2 separate regions of the Mus musculus genome follow, and region 2 is linked to region 1. A link is a contact called in public Hi-C data. All regions are on one chromosome and are shown on one strand. The core of a region is the stretch at or near the end of the contact, and the rest is flanking DNA. Distances in the headings are between cores, read along the strand shown.

The links. A called contact is a pair of places that touch in the nucleus more often than the background predicts.
Region 2: a contact with region 1 is called in a Hi-C map of the N1E-115 cell line, with 2.9 times the contacts expected there. The contact joins two enhancer-like sites. A contact is called at or near these places in 1 of 39 promoter capture datasets (liver), 2 of 484 Hi-C or Micro-C datasets (the N1E-115 cell line and nephron progenitors) and 1 of 115 datasets of contacts at active chromatin or transcription factors (astrocytes).

Annotation. Positions count from the first base shown.
Region 1 is chr17:72,323,848-72,331,397 of GRCm38.p6, forward strand. The region is part of intron 3 of Alk (anaplastic lymphoma kinase); the gene reads right to left. Among named protein-coding and RNA genes, the nearest start is that of Gm41613, 200 kb to the left of the region's middle. Within about 2 kb of position 2,729, at least 2 of the 459 cell types and tissues checked have an H3K27ac peak or open chromatin away from gene starts, as enhancers often do. A contact at or near this core is called in the N1E-115 cell line, where this site is marked.
Region 2 is chr17:72,487,067-72,494,616 of GRCm38.p6, forward strand. All of the region lies in intron 1 of Alk (anaplastic lymphoma kinase), which reads right to left. Among named protein-coding and RNA genes, the nearest start is that of Alk, 110 kb to the right of the region's middle. Within about 2 kb of position 4,150, at least 2 of the 459 cell types and tissues checked have an H3K27ac peak or open chromatin away from gene starts, as enhancers often do. A contact at or near this core is called in the N1E-115 cell line, where this site is marked.

The DNA.
Region 1 (7,550 bases), core at 1,479-3,978:
GGTGTGCTGCCACAATCTCTGTGAAGTCATAGCCCATCTGCCTTAACGTGTCTAGAGAATGTTTTTGTGACATCATCCACCACTTCTGCTTGTCACAGACTTTCTGCCCACTCTTCTCTAGTGATCCTGAGCCCTGAGGAAATCCCTTTTAGGGCTGAGAATTTCAAAAAGAGGGAGACACGACATAGTATCCTCTTATATAATATTTAAGCTTCAGTAGGCTTGCCAGAAGGGTAACAGAAAACAAGCACCCCTCCCTTCTTATTCCCATTCTCCTGAGCAAACACGTTTACTTTTTAATAGTGATAAGCACCAATGTTTATTATTTTAGCCAAATTTAAGTCCACAGCTCTGTGCCACTAAAGGTACCCATACTGTTATGGAGTGGCCATCACTACCCTCCATATCAACTGCGCAGACTGAAACCACCCACACTAAGCATCCTCCCTCTTAACCCCAGTGTCTGACCGCCACTCCTCTAGTTCTGTTTAGTTATGTTGGGTAGAGAATCTTAGGTTGTAAGTCATGAATGCCTTTATCAGCCAGCTTCCAGATATGTTAAGACAGACGGTGCTTTCTAATATTTGTTTGTGAGCTATATATTTTTCTCTGAAAGATATACACAATCTTTTATCTTTCTCTAGTGTCCCACAATTTTGCAATTATGTGTTATTACTTACATCCTTCATATTTTATAATTAAATTTTTCTTGACAATTTCCAAGTTCACCTTGTGTATGTATACATGTGCAAAGTTTCTTTCTCTATATTAAGACATTGCCAAATGTCTAGTGAACTTTTTGGGTTATCCTAGTTTATATAAGAGTGAAATAAATTAAATGTTGGTTGAAACCAGTTTGTAGATGGAAATTGTTGCCTTATAAACTCCATAGATGGGTGGTTGGGAAAGGGCATAACTATTATAAGAAGCTTTTCTCATGCTAACATTGATAGATCTCTCTTAAAGCTTCCTAGTTTCTTTAAGGAATAATATTATTTCCTTCCTTGGTAGAAGCCATGAGCCTAACTCTCACTTTTGTGTGGCCTGGGGCAAGAAGAAATTGTGAGAATCCCACTGATCTTTCCTGAGTTCCCAGTGCTCACTCTTCTGCACACCTGCCTCCTCATTCTCTTTCTCTTAGACTCAGCTCTCATATTCTATTCTGAATCCCTCTACTCTTCCCCTCAGTGGATCCACTGCGACCCCGTGGCTCCTCCTGGCCTGTGATTCTTCTTTGTAAACCCTCATTTTATATGTAGCATCCTGATTTTTTCCCCATGAACTCCTTATTCTTAGCTCTCATCTATGCACACACCTGAGACCCTCTGTAAGTCAACACGGATGTGTTAGTTTCTTGTTGTGGTGGTGAAATATCAAAGATAAACTATGTAAAGGAAGAAACGTTTGTGATTGGCTTATGGTTATGATATGTTAGTCCTAGATCACCTGATTCGGCAGCTTCCAGACACCTGATCATGAAACAAGAATGAAATGGAGCAAAGAGGCTCTGATTGTGTGGATAGGAGGGAGGAGGGAGAGAAGAGGAGGGGAGAGGAAGGAGAAACTAGCAGGAGGGATGGGTGGGATCAAGACCTAGCTAAGAACCAATTACATTTCCCCAAAGGCATACTCCTCCCCCACAGCATACAGCTTCCTCCAACTAGACATGCCCCCTAGAATATTTATAACACCCCCCCAAATTGTGATGACCTGGCGAACAGATTTTTCCACACATCAACTTCGAGAAGACATATAATCCAAACTCCAACCGAGAAGAAGGCTAGCGTTCAACCTGTGCTTTCTGGAGATTGGGACTCTGACTAGGAGATACCAAATAAACTATGATAGTTGGGGCTGAAGCAGGCCATTGGAGATACTCCACTGACACACACCAAGGTGGATCAATTAGACGGGGAGGGCAGCATGTGTGTGGATAACTATTATAATTGGAATATGAGGGCAAGGGCTTTGTAGGTGTATGGGTGCTTTACTGACAATTGACTTCCTCATCCTTTTTGGTGACGTGTTGCCTTCTTTCTTAATCTTGTTATGCATAATTCTCTAAGATGCTCCAAACAGGGCTTTCAGGTTTCTGTGTATTTTGGTATCGGGATATGTCTGGCTCACTTAAAGGCTTACATCTAGTGACAGTAACCATGCACAATGAGATCTCCAAGCTAACAGGGCTTAAATGTCTGCTACCCCCTCAGGCTCTTTGGGTGATGATTCAACCAAAGAGAAAATGGAAAGTATAACTTTGCACCCCCTCCCCTCTGACTCCAGTGCATTGCAATAGGGCTACTTTTAATGTGCTTAGCAACAATTAGCTCTTGAAGCTGCAACAGCTGCACAATGCTGATGCTCTCCAGATGCAGCAAACGAATTAAATCATGCGATAATTCAATTGGAAAATTGGGTGCAATTATGGAGAATGCAGAATCTGCTAGCCGCCTCATGGTGACTTGGAGTTCTTAAACAACAGTTGTGTGGGCTGCTCAGGGAGTCTGTGGCCCACTCCAAAACTGATGTGGGTGTTTTCAGGGACCTCTGTCCCACTTCTGGTAATGGTGGTATATTAGTTACTTTCTGTTGCTGCAATACAATACCATGATCAACAGCAACTTCCAGAAGGAAGAGTTTGTTCTTCTGGTCCAGTTCCAGAGGGAGAAGAATCCGTCATGTCTGTGGAGGCATAGTGGCAGGCAGCCAGGGCAGGAAGCTGAGAGATCACATCTATAACCCTAAGCCTGTATCAGAGAGCAGGGAGAGTCAGTAAACACTCCAACCCTCTTCCCAGTGATGTGCGTCCTGCAGCAAGGCTGTACCCCCTCATAACATCTCCCAAAGAGCATCATCATCAACTGGGAAGGAAGTGATTAAATATCTGAGTCCTTGCGGGACATTTCTCATTCAAGCCACCCCAGATGACATCACATAGCCCTGTACTTAGTTAAAAGGTAACTGGATGTCACCTAAGACGACAGCAATGACAAGGTTCTTGTATAACTTCCTGACTTTCCCACCTGAATCACTTCTTGGGTAGGCAGCAGTTGTCCTTTAACTATTGCTGGCTCCATCCCATGGTAGCACTGTCCACAAGCACAAGGAACAAGACAGAGTAACATCGGACACAAGCCCAAGATGGAGTTCCTAAGACTACCGGGTGACCATGAGAATCATAAAATAGTAGTTGTAAGCATTTTATTACTCCAGCATGGGTATTACACACCAAAGTTTTGATGTCCTTTGCATGTGTGTCACTTCCCTTATATTTACCATGATCTTAATGCATTGCTCATGATTTCCAGCTGGAACTTATGTAAAGGGAAGCACCAACCTAAAATAGTAATTTCGAGCTCATTTTCAGTGGAGTCTTCTTGGAGGTCTTTGAGCTTTCCTTCCCCGGCTCTAATGTTCGCAGCCATCTCATATCCTATCAAGGGCTTGTGTGTATACATGCTGCTCTGTGGTCACATCCACACTGGAGGACATGTCAGCTACGAGGGTTCCTGGGCATTTTGTAGTGACAGCCTACAGAGCTGTTCTCAGGTGACCTTGCCTCATCCAGCAGCGACTTCTCTTTTTAATGGCTTACCTTTCTCAAATCTTCCCAAAGTGTTCAAATGAATTTTCAGAGAAATCATAGCTCTCATCTTGCTTTGCAATTGGATTTTGTAATTACTGTAAATATCTTTTAGAATAAATACCAGGGACTCCAGGGAAGCTAACACCGTAAGCGTCAGCAGCAGCAAGTACAGCGTCCTACAGTGTGCCTGTTGACCTCCAGAGTACAGGTTGTTGTAGACATCCATCAAGATGCTTTATAAAGAAACAGATAATGCAATGACTTGGTAAAGCAAAGGTTAATTAAGAGAGCATCCAGTGTCCTATAAATTTAGTGGTGTTCTTAAATGAATTTGTATTTTATTTGCTTTTATATGCATGCCTTAAAAAATATAACACCTAGAGGGATCACAGATCTTTTTCACCCACAGATAAATTTTGAGTTTCCTTATTGTAGCTCCCCCATGCATCAGGCATGGTCAGGGTGGAAACTCCTGGCTTAGGATTTTAGGCCCATAGTAAAATACAACAATGATTGAAGTTTGCTAGTGAAGTGGTAAGAAGTTCTCTTCGTACAACAATTTAAAGATAGAGGAGGGAATGATGGGAGTGTCCACTGAGAGCCACACTCTTCCCTAACAAAAGGTCTTGGACAGTTTGAAAGACACACAAATACTATAGAAGGCCATCACCTTTAAACAGTTGGGACTCTTTCTAGTTCTTACTCAGGATGTTATTGAGTCCATCACATCTTGCCTTTTAATTTGACCCAATAGCCAACTTTGAGACTTCTTGAAGGACAATGACCTAGAATCAGTCTTTAGCTTAAATCATGATAGTATATCTAGCTTAGTTTAAATATTCAGTAGGTAGGTAATTGTGTTTTGCCTATAAATAGGTCTTGGTCATAAGTGACCCATGAAAGTGTTAAAATGATTCGATATCCCAGATTCTCTCAAAGGGCCAGACATGGATGAGTTCTTGATAAGTGGTGAGTAGATACAGAGATATATAAAGTTCTATCAGAACATAAAATCTCTGGGAACAATGTAAGGTTGAGAAATAGATGATGCAAAAGGAACAGAAAAGGAATAAGAGAAAGAACAGTAACAACAATAGTAAGATTTTATAGTTGAAGTGCCTGTGCTTAGAATATCACTAGCATCTTCTAATAGTCCTCTGAAATACACTGGGTAGCTGTCCTTGTGTTCAAGAGGGGGAAACTGAGGCTCACAAATTAGGACTTGTCCTAGATGACAGAGCAGCATTAGACCTAGACACAGTGTGTCTGTCTTTCTACCCAGCACTTTGCTTATGAGCCACATAATCTTTGCTTCTGTCTTTACTATTCCATCTTATGATCTCTTCGATAGATCCCATATTCTAGAAATTTACTTTTGGTCTGTGGAGAAATGAGATGAGTCATTAGAGGTCTAGGAAGATGCTTTGAGTCTTGGCTGTGCAAAAATAAAACTGTTTTAAAGTAAAAACAATGATGGAAGGAGTCCATGAAGAAGAACTTAATGGGAGGAGGAGAACATGAGTCCTGAATGGAGACATTACCCACTGAGGCTAGGAGACCTGAGTCCCGTGTTGTTTAACAGGGGAAAGAACACTACAGGAAGTGGTATGTTTTGAAGATGAAAATTTCAAAGGTCTAATGTAACACTCTGGGCATATTAAAAGACATTATTTCCATATCCTTCTTGAGTAATCAATCACACCATAGCAGATTAAGAGTTCTTATTTTTAGCCCTATTAGCTACACAATGATAATGAAAATTGATTATAGTCAGATTCTATCCTTAAGACACTGTCAGTAAATGAACTGAAATGCCCCAGAATCAATCCATTTAAAAAATATACTGGGGGTTGAAAAAAAAAAAAGGCTTCATCAATTACTCTGACAACTGTTAATAAAGAAAAGATGATGAACTGGCTGCTCTGTCATGGCTAGCTCACTGTGGGCTAAGAAAACAGGCCCCTTTGTTCCACCCACAAGAGAGCTCTTTAACAAGCCGAGTGGATCTGAGCTGCCAAAGACCAGTTATTGGCTTCCAAGAAGATAAATCAGAGAAATGCACAAAAATACTATTAGGAGAATGCAAACACCACCACCAAAAAGCCATATCAGTTCCTCATTTATAAATCTCCAAGATCTACATGGATCCTGGTAACACCAAGGTCCCATAGCTCCCTGTAGGTGGAAACTTGACTGTGCCGGATGCTACAGAAATGCCTGTGGACCGTTAATGGCTGCCAGAATAAACTGGGACTTTGGAGAAGCTTAAAACTATACATTTTGAAGACCCGATTGCAAGGTTTAAGCTTTTTGGTTTAGGGACAATCACAATATGCAGTTTAATAGAGTGATAAAAGACAGGCTTCATATGGAAGCTTCTCCAAAGCCATGTACTTGAAGACTAAGATAGATACTGACGGTGGTTTTTAATGAGCTCACATTATCGGTGACATCTTCCTGTGAAGATTCCATGGAACTTGTTAAACGCTTGAAGCCTCAGATTAAACCCAAGCTGAGTCAAGGCTGTGGTAGAAAGACTCCTTAGTGGGCACACAAGGTAAGAGCACCACCCTCTGGTCCTCACTCTCAAGGATGCCATCACCCCTCAGGAGGAGCTACAAAGTCTCAACTTATTTCCAAGATAAATGAAGAGAGATGAAGAACTCTAAGGATGTCTGATGATGCATCAAGGAGTCATATTATTGCATATTTACCTATAATTATATGTAACACATATATGTGTATTCATATATTTACACATGTGTTTATATGTATTACATATGTTTTTATATATATAAAACATATATATATATATATATATATATACACACAAGTGTGTGTGTATGTATGTATTTATTTTAAAGTCTGCCACTTGAACTGAAAATACTCCCCAAAAGAGCAGCCAAGGACTAGCAAAAGTCCAAGTAACAGGCATAAGAAACCTTTGTTCTAGTTGTTGGTCAGGGTTGTCCAAATGACCCCCAAACAACATAGGCTATTGCTCTTGTCCTTGGTCCCTTCTCAGAGAGGTTAAAGTTAACTCCCTATTGTTGAAGACACCTCACACTTCGGACATAGAACTTGGAGGATTCAACCTGAAAAACCTCCTTCATTCAGTCCAGTTTTCATAGCACCAGAAAGCTGTGTGTTGGCTGCTTATCTAGGTGTGATACCTATGAACCACAATAAGGATCAGCAAAGCAAGATACCCCTAAAGGTACAATAGTGGAACACATATGTTGGTGGTAACTAACAGTGTCTAATTAGCCTCAACAAGAGGGGAAATAGTATCTGTCATTAACAACCTAGCTAACTACCTGAAACTGACAAAACCATGCATCTTAGAGGAGAATCTACCACTACTACCTTACTATAGCAGTATAACATTTAACTGCATTGTAAATTTTATCATTATACACACCAATTAAGTCTAGCTTTCTTCCTGGCCAAAGAATATTCTCCTTGAAGAAAACGAAGACAATTACAGGAACTCACAATTGGTCATAATACAGAAATCAACTGGTCACCAGGGGCCAGTCCCACTGAATGGGTCTACAACCTAACTCCTGCACCAAAGACTCAGGGCACATTACAGAAGAGGTGATGGTAAAATTGTAAGAGCCGAAGACCAGGAGATCTACTGTGAGATTAGATGGTCTCCTAGAGATGACAGGGAAAATACACCCAGGATACCTCAATAACACAGCTGCCAAAATAAGGCCTGAGCAAGGACAACAATGACAAGAGACATGCTGACTTGGAAGAGGGAAATCACCAGACTAGTGACTGTTGAAAGAAGAGAGCTAGTCTCTCCCAGGGATGAGCCTCCTAATTGGCCTTCACTACAAAGTGGGCAAACCTAAAATCATACACACATAAGCAACAGAAAATGGATTCAGCAAATTATATTTATATGACCTTCTATATGTGAATATACATAATATAGGTGACAATAATAATCAAG
Region 2 (7,550 bases), core at 2,900-5,399, 160 kb after region 1:
CAGGAAGTTGGGTCACAGTCGGAGCAATGACAATGGAATTCAGAGAGCCATTGCTAAGAGCAGCTTACTTACCTAGAGGCCTGTGCCTCTATTAGCTCTCCTGTCTCCAGTTTTCCCAAGAAATGTCTGTGTCAGGCTTATGATGCTTCTAGGCTGAGAAACCTGCCTACCTTGTCTGTTCTCTAGATCTATCACCTATGACGAAGTTAGAATACCAGCAGAGCCCACTTCCCCAGCTTCACAGAGAGACTATAGGAAGACCGAAATAACAAGCCAGAACTCTTCCCATTCCTCCAGGGCTACAGACAGGAGTGCTATGTAAAGGCAGAGGCCTTTGGGTTCATTGTTTATCAGTATTGCTGTGCCCGTGTCCCCTGGTATTTATGAATAGCAGGTTCTCGGGGTCTCCCATCTCTCTGTCTGCCTCTTCGTCTGTTTCACTCATTCATGTGAGCACCATATTTCTGGGTTGCACAGAGAGAGAGAGAGAGAGATACCAACTGAAGATGACAGAGCCAAACCTGCAGGGAAGTCAGCACACTGGGCAAAGTGTATTTCAGTGTGGATGGGAAACGGTAGGGAGATATAAGGCCATGTGTTCCTGTGTGAGCACACCCGCCCACATGCATACACACTGACATTATCAGAAAAGTAAAGATGAGTCTACAGAACCCCAGGCTTCTGAGATGAGTAAGGTGAGTGGCCATCAGAAGTGTTCAACCACAATGCCTCCCCTTATCCAGCAGGGATATGATCCAAAACACCCGGGGAATAATCACCTATACTATGATTATGTTTCTAATATGCATGAAAACTCACGCTCAAGTTTAGTTTATAAATTAGGCACAGATAAGAAATTGTAAGTAGCTAACAAATGGAACAGCCACAACAATATACAATAATAAAAAAGTAATGAATGTGCCCCCTCACTCCTCTGCCCTCTCTAATCCTCTTATAACCTGGGGTGTATTTTCAGATCATGGTTGACTGTAGGTAACCATAACATGGTAGCTGAAGGCATGAATAAAGGGCCCCACTGTGTCCAGACATTTCAAACAAAAATTCCAACATATTCGTGTGCTTTTTGCTGTCTTCTAGCTGTGATGGCATATGGAAAGGCCCGGATGCTTTGGGACAAAGTACAGAAAGGGTTGAAGAGAGTTGAGCCCTTTCCTCTTCCACTTTGATTCCTAAGACAGTCTTTCACTGAACCTGGAGCTCACCAATTTGGCTACCAGGACAGGACAGCTAGCTCCAGGAATCCACCTGTCTCTACACACCAGTGCTAGTGTTACAGGTGCCTGCTAGTGTAACACACACACACACATACACACACACACACACACACACTATTACATAGGTGCTGGGATTTAAAACCATGTCCTCATGTGAGATTGTCTACTTAACAGCATTGGATAAAATGACTAGTGGCATTTTATATGATAAAAGAGAGGCGTTGAGGGAAGTAGAGATAGCTTGGAAAAGAGATGAAGTGGCAAGTTGGGGGACATCTCCAACAAAATGAATGGTAGTAGTTGAAGTGGAAGCTTGAGGGTTCTTTGAAAGGTCAGTTGTGTTGGATAGTGTTTTGCTGGGGAAACACATGAAGAAACATTTCGCTAAAGCAGACACAGGTGAAAGGATGTTCTGCTAAAGCAAGCATGTGAAAGGACATGTGATGAAAGATTCTTTGCTAATGACATGCATATGTTGGTCCACCTTACATTGTGTAGTGGAGCTTCATTAGTCGGGACTCTGGGAAACACACCAAAAAACTTCTGGTGGTGTATCACATCTTCTTGCTGAGTCTGTGAACTCAAGCCAATAGACAGAGTAATGTCAACTGAGACAGACTCGTGTGCTGAGGCTAGACAGATGGACACATGATGTTTGGAGGGAGTATAAATAGAGCTTAATGGACAGTGGTGGAGGCTTGCCTGGGCTTGCCTGTAGAGCTATCTGTACAATGCTTGTTAGTCTCGAGTCTTCGCTGATCTTCAGTTTACTGAGATGGGCACAGCTAAGAACTTTTTCTGATATTCTTGTTGGACCTGTTCCCTCCTGCTGACTTGTGCCAATTCGGTTCATACCTGGCTATTCCTGCTGTTGTGCCACAGCTGCTGCTATCCTGACACTACTGAACTAGAGTGCTGTTATATAATATCCATGAAGTGTGTGTGAGCAGATAGAGCTGACACTGCTGAGCCGTGAACTGAACTGTTGATTTCCTGACAATGCAGATGGGATTTGCTCCAAAGAACCATTTCTAAACAGGTTCACTTCTCTCTATCCTTTCATTTCTACTCCCTCTGGTGGGTGGTGGGCTAGAAGGAAGGTTAAAATGTTTAAGGACCATCATTAAAAGTAGGCTTTGAAAAACATTAAAGTTACAAGTAGTAAAACCTACTAATGGAATGTGTGAGTAGGGAGCTATAAGGCTATGTAGGCAAGCACAATTTTATTGAAGATGATGTGGTAGTTGGTAATTTGGAGTATTCATCTATTGATGTCCAACTGGAACTCTCCTTTCTGTGGCCTATCCTGGCCCAATTTCCCAATCTGTGCATAGTGGGTATTTCCAGATGTTTCCTGAGTGCCAGCTATGACAAGAAAAAAAGGAGAAGAGAGGACTTAAAGTCGCCCAGGAGGATACTGAAGAACTGATGTTACCATAAAGGTGGGGGCATGGCTCAGTGGAGAGAGTGCTTCCCAGGCAAGCATGAGGTCAGGCATCTAATCGCAACTCCTACACAAAACCAAGTACCTCTAATTCCAGTCCTGGGAGATAGGTGAGTCCCTAGAGCTTGCTGATCAGCTAGCAGTTTAGTCAATGGGTAAGCCCCATGTTCAATATAACGACTTTGTCTGGAAAAAGAAGGGTGTGGGGAAATAGAGGGAATACCCAGCATCTGTCTCTGGCCTCCACAAATCCACACACTGCACATATGCACAAGCATCCCTCATGTATTTGCACACACACAAACAACTGCGAATGCATAGATCATCCAAAAATAATAAAAATATTAAGGATAAATGTCAGGTAGAGATATGCCTGATTCACAGCGGCTATCTTCAGTGCATGCATAAAGAATTTCTGAGCACGGATGGACAGGACTGTTTCTGAGTCACCAAGACATGGTAAACGGAAAGGGAGTTTTATGTAGGCATTCTGGGACACATCTGTAATCTCAGCATTCAGGAGTTGAGCCACAAAGAACACAAGTTCTAGGACAGATGGGAAAAGCTGGTGCAACAGAAGAATATGTTAGGTGTTGGGAGGGAGAATGAGTCTTGGAGAAGAGACCACTGGTCTGTGTTAGATGGTTGCCAGGGAGAACAAAGGCACACAAGCGCATGCTTCTCTCTTTCATTAGAGATCCCAGGCATCGACCATTCAAAGTACTTTTAAGCTACACTTGGGATCAATCTTCAGCAAGGATTACAATCTAGGCAGATTGAAGATGACAATTAAAACTTTATTTTTTTTTAATCCAAAAACAGCGCTCAGGGTCTTTCCAAAATGTTGTCAGGTACTTCAAAGAGCTAGTTTTTTTTTTTCTATCTCCCCCCATGACAGTCTAGAAATATCTGTCATTTTTGTCCCTGTGGCTACACCAGTGTGCTAATAAGAAACAAGGGAGAAGATGAATCTCTCCCCAGACTCTCATCCGGGGAAGCCAGGGGAGCTTGAATGATAAAGAATAGAAGATAACCAGAGCGGCGTGAGCCTTGTGCCATTGATTTTGCATCTGTCTCAAAACATTACTCATTGGAATAGTGTCAGGCAGCCCTCAGGAAGAGAGGGAGGCAGCAGCTTCCTTCCACTGGGGAGGGCAATGCTCTCCAGGGCCCAACCCATTCTAGTGGGGGTGGGCAGAAGAGAATCTCAGGGTTTCCTTTCTTGGCTCGCTTCCAGGCTCCAGTAATTTTCTGAGTGAAATGTCAATGGTTTTAAATTAGTACCTGGAAGGTTCTGCAGAGGGTAAAGTACTGGCTGGACAGCTCCAATGACCACCAGTTTCTCTCAAGCCAGTAAGCAAGAGGTGGAAATGGGAGGCTGAGAGTTCAGCTCAGTGGGAGAGAACTCAGTGAAAGAGAGCTTGCCTCCCATGCATGAGGCTCTGAGTTCAATCCCTGGTATTGAGGGGAGGTCTAAGTGATCAATCAGATGATCGCTGGGGATAGTAGATGAAGGGAATAAGAAGTTGGAGTTACAAGGGAACTGAAAGTTCTGAGTGCCGTTTCTCCTCAAGTATAGACTCTGTGTGATGGTGCAACGTCTCATTTTAGATGGTCCACGACAAGAATGGATTATTGGATCTTCTTAAATCACAGAGGGAGAGGGGTTGGGGATTTAGCTCAGTGGTAAAGCGATTGCCTAGCAAGCACAAGGCCAAGGGTTCCATCCTCAGCTCTGAAAAAAAAATCACAGAGGGAGAAAGTTTTTCTCTCTCCATCTTCTTTGAGTCCTTTTGTGTTTCAGTAAGCAGAAAGCTTTAACACCTCTTAGCATTGGACCATTTGAAAAACAAACAAACAAACAAACAAACAAAAAACATTTACTGCATCTGACTAGCACGGAGATGCAGGAATTCACAAACAAGACTGGAGTTTGGAGAACAGGTGTTGGAGCCCAAAGCAGGAAATCCATTCCCCACAGTGATATTCCTTTCATTTGAAGAGGGATAATCTAGGCAAAACAAAACAAAACAAAACAAAACAAAATAAAATAAAATAAAACAAAACAAACAAACACCTAATACTGTGAAAGAAGCTTGACTTTTTTTCTTTTCTATTTATCATCCATTTATCTGTCCGTCTGTCCACCCATCAGTCCATCCATCCATCCATCCATTTATGGTATTAGAGGATGAGCTCAGGGTCTCACCAGGAACTTATGCATTCTAGGCAAGTGCATACACAGCTCTTGTAAAATATATTTCTATTTTGACACAGGGTCTCAGATTTGATTGCCTCTCTCTGCTCTGCAGGCTCCAGTGCAGGTGGTCCTCCTGTCAGCCCCCCAAGAAGCCAGAATTACAGACCTGTGCCCCAAAGTTGGGTTCAGCCATACAAATCTCAGCCATACAAAAGTCAGTCTTTCCTTACTTTATTTTAGTGTGTGTGTGTGTGTATGTGTGTGTGTGTGTGTGTGTGTGTGTGTGTGTGTTATCTAAGCACACTCATGTGGTGTGAGGGTGTTTCAGTGGAGACATCGGGTTGATAAGCCTCTTCTTCGGTGTCCACCTTATTTTGTGAGGCAAGGCATTCGTTCTGATTTGAATCCAGAATCCCCTGATTGGGTTAGGCTGGCTACTTAGTTTGCTCTGGGGATCTCCTGTCCCAGCTTTCCAAGTATGCTTACATTACAGGTAGGAACCACGTTCACCTGGCATTTCCATGAGTCCTGGGAATCTAAGCTTAGGTCCTCACACTTATGTGGCAAGTGTTTCATCTATGGAGCCATCTTCCCAGCTCCAAGTCTCTCCTTTTTAAGCCAAGAATCATGAACTTGTGCATCAACTGACCACTCTCAACTCAATCCTCCAATCCTATGCTGCTGGAATGCCCCTCATTAGGATGAAGTAGTTACAAAGTTAAGTACAAGATGCCTGCTCCTGGCAGCTTGGTCACTGCCCTGCCTTGGGACAGCCTGCCCGACCAGAATACAAAACTATCAGCGGAAGTCTGCCCTCACACTGTCTGCCATGCATCACATCCTCACGCAATTGCTTCTTGATGGATGTAGCCAACACAACTTCATGTGTCTGCCACGGCCCCAGTGACCTTTCAGATCTCTGAGTTAAAGGGACTATTATTCATCTTTATGTACAGCTTCCTGTGACAGGACTGCATGATAAAGCCCAGAGACACTCTGATGAAGTAAATAATTTAGCCCCATTCATAATCACCTGCTGTTCCCAAATCCTAATGCCTTTCCAGGGATTGCTTTGCCAAACCAATGAAATAGTGAATCCCTTATTGATGACACCGGGGAACTGTAAACTTTCCACAGAAGCTCGACTTTAGCCAAGAGCACATCCATTTTAAGCAGGACTGCAAGTGAGGGACACTTCTTACCGCAGGTCTGTAATCACAGACCTATCACACAGCTCCATTTCCATCTGAAAATCATGCATATCGATTACTGGGAAGGTACTATGTATTACATGTATTATTTTGTTTAATTTTCCAAACAGACCTATGGGGAAATGCATTTTGCAGAAAACAAAACAAACAAAACAAAATAAAACAGAAAACAAACAAACAAACAAACAAAAAAAAACAGGACACCTGTGTCCAATATTCTATAAGGCATGCAGGTTGACTAATTGTAAAGATCTAAAGTTACAGATTGGAAGCCAAATTTATGTCTATAAATAGTCTCTTATTATTTATCTCTATGTATGACCTACCATTCTGTGACTGTTAGGGAAATCATCTTAGGATACTCACAGAGCCCAGGTTCCACTAACCCAAAAGCTTACAGTGACATCAGACGACATCTGAGGTCTAAGGTGCTATTTTCTGCTTTTCTCTAACCTGGCTGCCTGGAGTTTCCACCAACAGCTGTAATTTGATGTCTTGATTTATAGCTTTATTAGTTCCACTATTAGGAAAACTTCATGAAATTATTGCCATATTGATATATAGTATTTAGGGTTATCTGAATCTGTTCCCAGACCAAGGTCACTCTCATTCATTTTCAGAATAAACTATCTTATTCCATTTAAGGCAAGAACTGTGGTGAGTTTGTTGTTGTTGTTGTTGTTGTTGTTATTGCTGTTTGGGTTTTTTGTTTGTTTAGTTTGTTTTTTTTTTAACAATTGTTAGTGACTGAGTCAAAAATCAGTTAAGAGGCTTTTGAAATGTCATCACCAAATACCAAGTGACAAAACTGCCACTCATTTAAAAACTCTTTGGGACAAGGAATAATGTGAAAGAATGAGGGACTAGATGGCAGGTTAGATGTGAACTACAGTTTGCCCTGTCTCTGTTCACGGTCTACTCCTTCTCATGAGGACTTGGTGAGACAGCAGCATTGGGCTGTTTTCTGATGTGTCTGATTGTCCTCTGGGTTTCTAGCAGCCTGTTCTACTGGTGCTGGGACTCAGAGCGTTTGGAGGAGAATCAGAAGTCCCTAGTGATGCCAACTTCCTATCTTCAAATATAATATATGCATAGGCTTGATAAGGACCTAGTGGTGCCTTCTCCTCTGCCCAGAATCCAAACAATGAATTCCCACAGACATATATAAAGCCAGGAAATTGCATGCAGCAACTGGTTTGTGAATGCACCTGCTAGACAGGCCCCACTCACAGGAAAAGGATCAGTCTTGTCTAGAACCAGTTTAGATTTTATGGTCTATTCGTCCATGGCTTTGGAATCTTCCTGAGTTGTAGAGACGAACAACTCTACATGCTCATGGGTTTCCCAACCCAATTTATTTATCACAAAGGAATTTAATGAATATATATAGAGAGAGACTTTTAAAAATACAAAGAATATTAATTTTATCACTGTGGTGGTATTTGGTATAAATTTTTACT